Regions from separate parts of the Zea mays genome. Here region 1 is linked to region 2. A link is a contact called in public Hi-C data. All regions are on one chromosome and are shown on one strand. Each heading gives the region's core, a stretch centred on a gene start, on an enhancer-like site or on the middle of the called end of the contact. The rest is flanking DNA. Distances are from core to core; before and after follow the strand shown. Region 1 holds the start of LOC100217316. Region 2 holds the start of LOC103647976 (F-box/kelch-repeat protein At2g44130-like).

The links. Hi-C and Micro-C count contacts between places; a contact is called where the count stands out from the background.
Region 1: a contact with region 2 is called in a Hi-C map of ear, with 2.1 times the contacts expected there. The contact joins the promoter of LOC100217316 here to the promoter of LOC103647976 in region 2. A contact is called at or near these places in 3 of 25 Hi-C or Micro-C datasets (bundle sheath, ear and tassel).

The regions. Positions count from the first base shown.
Region 1 is chr2:226,660,155-226,663,559 of Zm-B73-REFERENCE-NAM-5.0, reverse strand. LOC100217316 reads right to left here and starts at 1,489. Exons shown (of 10, transcript NM_001359585.1): 1 at 1,091-1,489. The coding sequence starts at 1,456.
Region 2 is chr2:226,439,280-226,442,355 of Zm-B73-REFERENCE-NAM-5.0, reverse strand. LOC103647976 (F-box/kelch-repeat protein At2g44130-like) reads left to right here and starts at 1,638. Exons shown (of 1, transcript NM_001322111.1): 1 at 1,638-3,076. The coding sequence starts at 1,713. The coding sequence ends at 2,834. It overlaps LOC111590837 (a long non-coding RNA gene), which reads right to left. Exons shown (of 2, transcript XR_002749979.2): 2 at 894-1,260.

The DNA.
Region 1 (3,405 bases), core at 240-2,739, 220 kb before region 2:
CCAGGCGGCCGCGTAGGAGAGAAAATGGCGCGGGGGGGGGGGGGGGGAGGTCGCGCGCGGGGGGGGGGGGGGGGGAAATAGGGCGCGCGCGGGGGAAAGAATAGGACGCGCGCGGTAGAGAAAAGGCTGGCGCGCGCAGAAAAGGACTGTACGCCAGAAAAGGAAGGAAGGAGAGAAAACACGCGGTAGAGAAGACCCCTGTAGCTGCTTGCTTCTCTCCTGTACGCCGGACCCCTGTAGCTGCTTGCTTCTCTCCTGTACGCGGTAAAACTTGCTTCTCTCCTCCCAATCTTGTTTCTCTCCTGTACGCGGGCGGCTACTGCTTGCTGAAGGTTTCTCTCCTGTACGCGCGACAGCAGACAGCCCAAGGTTTGTTCCTCGTCCCCTGCTTCTCTCCTCTCATCTCCTCTGTTATTCCCATTTTCCATCTATAAATGTATATATTATATAAGTTGGCAAAATGCCTAGAAAAACGCCTAGCATCGCCTAGGCAAGCCTAGGCTGGACTAGTCCCTAGGCTAAGGGTCATCGCCTAGATTCCGCCTAGCGCCTAGCAAAACTTTGGGGCAGAGCCAGACACTGCAATTGCCGGAGTACATAAACGGTGGTTTTGTATATGATATTATGATTTGCCAGATTTATACCAGTCAGCTGATCCCAGCTCTGCCCCTTCCTCCATTCCACCTCAACTAAATAGCATGTGCAGTTGTGCACCTCATCAACTAAATAACATGTGTACTACGCAGCTCCTAGCCTCCTACACTAACACTACCATTGGCAAAACAAAAGCAGGCAGTTCGATCTAAACAATGCTTGCCTTTCTGTTCAATACAAACACATCTAAAGTGGCTAAAGTAGCAAACAGATTTTCAAGGCAGTTCGAGCATATCTGTGAGACTAAAAGAAGTGCTCCAAATTAAGCAAATTACATTCATCGTGAGACTCCTGGAAAGCACATCGGATGACACAAACAACTTGTGAGACTACAAAAATGTCACAGATTGAGCTAGTTTTATTCTTGATCTAGTGATCTAATTGCGTCTATCATATCAGGGATCACAAGGAACGACAAGGAGGAGCATCCACCCACCTGCTTTCTGATCTTGGGCACGGGGTCATCAAAGCTCCCGTCCCTCGGCGGCTGCTCAGCCTCGGCCTCCTGCTCTGCAGCGGCGGCGGGGGGACCGAACCTGCCACCCCCACCGGTGGCAACCGCCGCATAGTACTCGAACGGGGGCGGTGGGGGCCGGGGTGCCGCGACGAAGAACGCCGCGTGGGGAGGCGGCGCGAACAAACGCACCACCTTCTGCTGCGGAGGGGGAGGGGGAACCGCGGCAGCGCGCGGCACGAACTCCGGCGCCTGCGCGTTGAGGCGGCTGGTGGAGCCGCTCCGCGGTAGACCTCCCAGCCGCTCGTCCGTCGCCGAAGGCGGGTCCACAGCCTCCTGCTGCGACATGAGGGCAAGGGCTAGGGTTTCGGTGCCACCACCACCACCACCAAGAGCAGCAGCAAGCCAGCAACAGTACCAGAGCGGAAAGGAAGTAGGTGCAGTAGCAGCGAGTGATAGTGGAGAACCGCAGCTAGTTAGGTTGTTAGGGTAAAACGCGGGGAAGGATGTATTCTCGAAGCTCGCGGACGCCGGCGAAGTCGGGTATTTATTTACCGCGGCTAGGTCGGGGGTCGGTCTCAGACTCTCAGTAGGCGCCGCAGCGACGCTCCGCCTCCCCGATCGGAGCAGGAGGTGGACGATCTGAAGGCTGCATGGACCCGGTGTATAGTGCGGTGGGGCGTCCGATGTTCTGCAGAGAGCGGATTGCGTTCTACGGTGTATGGATCCGATGTACGGGAGGAGAGAGGAAATGAGGTTGACTCAGGTGTGGGGCCCGGATGGCAGTGAGTAGCCGGATTTGATTGTGGTTGTGGCTTCGTGGTTTGGGGCCTCTCCATCCTTTCCCTATGCCATTTTTTCTCAAAAAAACAACATCATCGGTACCTAACTATGCATCAAAGTATCTATAATAAAATATATTTTATATATTTTAACTTTACTTAATTCATTGTTAAAAGTACTGGCAGTGCTCTCTGCATCGGTGCGGACAGCCCACGGCACTGAGCCGGACGGTCCGTAGCCTGGGCGTAAGAGCAGCGCATTCTCTGCATCGCTCCGACGGTCCGTACTTTGGGTTGGACGGTCCACAATGGCGCAGAGTCTTCTTCCTCCTCGATGCGACCTAGATCTCGCCCCTGGGGGAGAGGTCTTATGGCGCTTCGGGTTGGTAGGCCACTCGGTGTAAGAAATTTAAGCGTGTTTGGAGGACGTCCCGAGACGGCATAGAATTGCCTACGGACAGTTGATGCTTCGGATTGGTAGGCCACTCGATGTAAGAAATTTAAGCGTGTTTGGAGGACGTCCCGAGACAGCATAGAATTGCCTATGGACAGTTGATGAAGAAGATGAGAAGGATGGATCTAGGAAGATCCCATGGTCGTCTTGGGGTCGGCAGACCACCCAAGACAAATATAGGAGACGTAGAGTCGAATGGGGTGGAGGTGGATATGAGGAAAGTTAAAACTATAACTACGCTATATCTACTCTTAGGGCAGGAATGATAAAGAAAGTAAATTGGTTCTATTAGAATATGTTCAAGTGTTTTCAATCAGTCGTACTCCTTCATATATATATATATATATATATATATATATATATATATATATATATATTTCATATATATATATATATATATATATATATATATATATATATATATGGAGTCTGGACCCGTTACTAGGCGATGACCAACAGATCCCGCGTGATTAGATGGATAACCATGCACGAGATAAGGATAATCGCCCGAGTCAATCTGATCGAGGGGGCACAGACCGTTCACCACTTTTGGTGTTCAACACATGCCCCTGCTTTTGGTAGAGCTCGGCGAACCAAAAGCACCAGCGCACTTCAAAAACAATAGATCTCATGAGTTATTTTGTTCCTGAAGTAAGGAATATGCTCGATGCAAGTCATCGGCTCTTGTGATCAGACAATATAAATATTTGATAGAACTTTGATGCACATAGACCGTTTCGGATTGCATCCCCTTCGGATATGTCTACCTGATCAACATGTCAATATATAAAAACTTGTGGTGCCCCCCAACCCAAATAAGCAAACGGATTGGGCTAGTAATACAGAGTCATCGTCGTACCACCCCACACTTGAGTAGGACAACACATCGGCGATAAGCAGATTGGAAAACACCACGACATCCCTGGAGGAGGATGACCAGGCGATCTTGGTTGCACCACTTTTTGGTCCGATTTAGTCAACCTTTTTCGCACAGATCGCCTTTTTGACTTTGATTGTTTATTGGTCTATTGTGTGGAACGACCTTCTTCTTCATATATTTA
Region 2 (3,076 bases), core at 389-2,888:
ACGGCGACACCTTTCTTCCCTCCGCTCCGCCTCCGGCCCGCCCGCGCCCGGCGGGTGACCAGCCAGCCACATGCGCCGCCGGCCCCTCCCCCAGTCGTTGGCGCGTGGCCTCATCATCCTTATCCACATCGAATCAATCAATCATTCATTCATCCCAGTCTCGCCACCCCCCAGACACACTCTCCGACGCTGCGCTGCGTGCGAGTAAACGCAAATGCTTGTCGCCAGGACTCAAGAATTGATGATGGGCATGGAGCAAGATAAGGATCGGCGTACGAGTCCGCGTCGGACTGGGGCCTGTGTGTCACGGGCTCGCTCGCTCGCCGGGGCGGGGACGGATTGGATCGGATCGGATGGCCCCGTTTTTCCATGGAATCCAAGAAACTGGCGCCGATACGCTGCTCTCACGGCGGCCAAAGCGCGGCAGGCGGCGGCGGCCAAAGCGGCCCTGCCAGATCACGCGCCCACCGCTTACCTTGGGACTTGGGTGACCATACTAGCATTTCCCGTGGCACTTGCTTCGTGAGAGCATCATCAGTCGCCCGAATCCATGCTTGCCTTGCCGAGACCGAGGAAGGAGGCCGCCTTCCCGAACATGTGACGGTGTGACCGGACCGGCTACACAACGTCCGCCGCCCGCCAGGTTTCACTGTTTCAGCGTGGTCAACCGAATGCGCCTGCCTTGCCTTGCCTCGGTTCATGGCGACTTGAATCCATCCCTTGGCAGCAGCTCACCTTGTATTGTAGTACACACACGATTTTTCAGCTTCTGATCATGGACCGGTTCCATTTTTTGTCGCTGCTGCCCATGTTATTCACAAGTGGGTCTCAAGAAAATATTTATTCTTGCATGACAAGGAAACCCTTAGAAACTCAGACACAGGAGCAGCGGGAAAAAAAGTCTAAACCACGGCTGCAATAATCCGCAAGATAACATAATTGTAATGTAAAAACTCTGCCATCCCACCCCGGAGACGCTGTCATGTGATGTGCGGCCGACGACTGTTGCACACGGATGAGATCACGGGCACAGCAAAAAATAATAATAATAATAATAATAATCCGACCATTTGGCCGTTAACAATTGGACAGCACCCATGGTTTTGTGGTTTATGAGAGCGGCAAAGGGCAAAGGCCCACTCGCTCTACACAGGTCAGTGTCACTGTCACCTTTAATTTGCAGCCTGCGTCGTCCATTTGCTGCCAAACGGAAACATCACTTCCCTTCCTGGCATCCTCCTCCTCGACCTCATCTACACGCTGTACACCACCCAAAAGAAAAGATCAGACCATTCTTCTAGACATTGCACAGACGACATGTACCAAGAAAAAAAATGTTTCGGTCCCATCTGTAGGTTGCAAGCTTTCCATCCTTTCTGTGTCTGTGTGTGTTTTTTTTTCTGCCTGCTTGAGGAGTCCACTAGGCCTAGTAGTTTTAGCTTAAAGATGCAAACTTTTCCACGACAAATAAAAACAGAAAAGGCGTCGTCAAAACCGGGCAGAAAACACCAGCTTTATACTAAATGTTTTTATATCGGCTTCGCTGTGCGTTCGGTCCAATAACCAAGCGCCACGTCGCACGGGCACTCCTCTATTTAACCGCCTAGCAGCTGCTATGCGAGGCCGCACAGCACATCCCATTCCCCTCGTCTCATCTCAAGAGCGACTAGAGAGAGGAAGAGAACAAGCGATAAGCTCATCTCGCACGCAAGATGCGGGCTCCAAGGGGCGGAGGCGGCTGCCGCGGCGGCCAGGAGCATGTGGAGCTGATCCCTGGCATCCCCGACGACGTGGCCGTGGACTGCCTGGCGCGCGTCCCCCACGCCTCCCACCGCGCGATGCGCCGGGTCTGCCGCGGCTGGCGGAGCGCCGCCGCGGCGCCGGCCTTCGCGTCGGCGCGCGCCGCGGCGGGCGCCAACGAGGACCTCGTGTACCTGATGCAGTTCGGGAACCCGTCCGGCGACGACGGGCCCAAGGACGGCGACGACGGGCCCGGCAGCACCCCGGCGTACGGCGTGGCGGTGTACAACGTGACGACGGGCGAGTGGCGGCGGGAGCGCGGCGCGCCCCCCGTGGTGCCGGTGTTCGCGCAGTGCGCGGCGGTGGGGACCCGCGTGGCCGTGCTGGGCGGCTGGGACCCGCGCACCTTCGAGCCCGTGGCGGACGTGCACGTGCTGGACGCCGCCACGGGGCGGTGGCGCCGCGCCGCGCCCATGCGGTCGGCGCGCTCCTTCTTCGCCTGCGCCGAGGCCGGCGGCAAGATCTACGTGGCGGGCGGCCACGACAAGCACAAGAACGCGCTCAAGACCGCCGAGGCGTACGACGCCGGGGCCGACGCCTGGGACCCGCTGCCCGACATGTCGGAGGAGCGCGACGAGTGCGACGGCATGGCCACCGTGGCCGGCGACCGCTTCCTGGCCGTCAGCGGCTACCGCACGGCGCGCCAGGGTGGGTTCGAGCGCGACGCCGAGTGGTTCGACCCGGCGGCGCGCGCGTGGCGCAGGCTCGACCGCGTGCGCGCGCCGCCCTCCGCCGCGCACGTCGTCGTCCGCGGCCGCGTCTGGTGCATCGAGGGCAACGCCGTCATGGAGTGGATGGGCACCCGCCGCGGCTGGCGCGAGGTCGGCCCGTACCCGCCGGGCCTCAAGGCCGGCACCGCGCGCGCCGTCTGCGTCGGCGGCGGGGAGAAGGTCGTGGTCACCGGCGCGCTCGACGGCGAGGGCGGCCGCCACGCGCTCTGGGTGTTCGACGTCAAGACCAAGAGCTGGACCGTGGTCCGCCCGCCGCCGGAGTTTGCCGGATTCGTCTTCTCCGTCGCGTCCGTCCGGATCTGAGGATCTCCATTTTCTACTAGTACGTACGTGCACCGTTTTCGTCGTTGCTGGATCCGATGAAGACTCATCCCCTCCAAGATCTACGTTTGCAATGGATGGATCTGCGCATCCGCTGACTTACTAGTCCGCCTTGCCTTCGATTCGTCCAAGGATGGTGACGATGGTGATCGACGCCAACAATGAGAGATATACATGGAGGAGCGGGAGCCATGGGCGGTTGTAAAATCTGAAAAAAAAGTGGT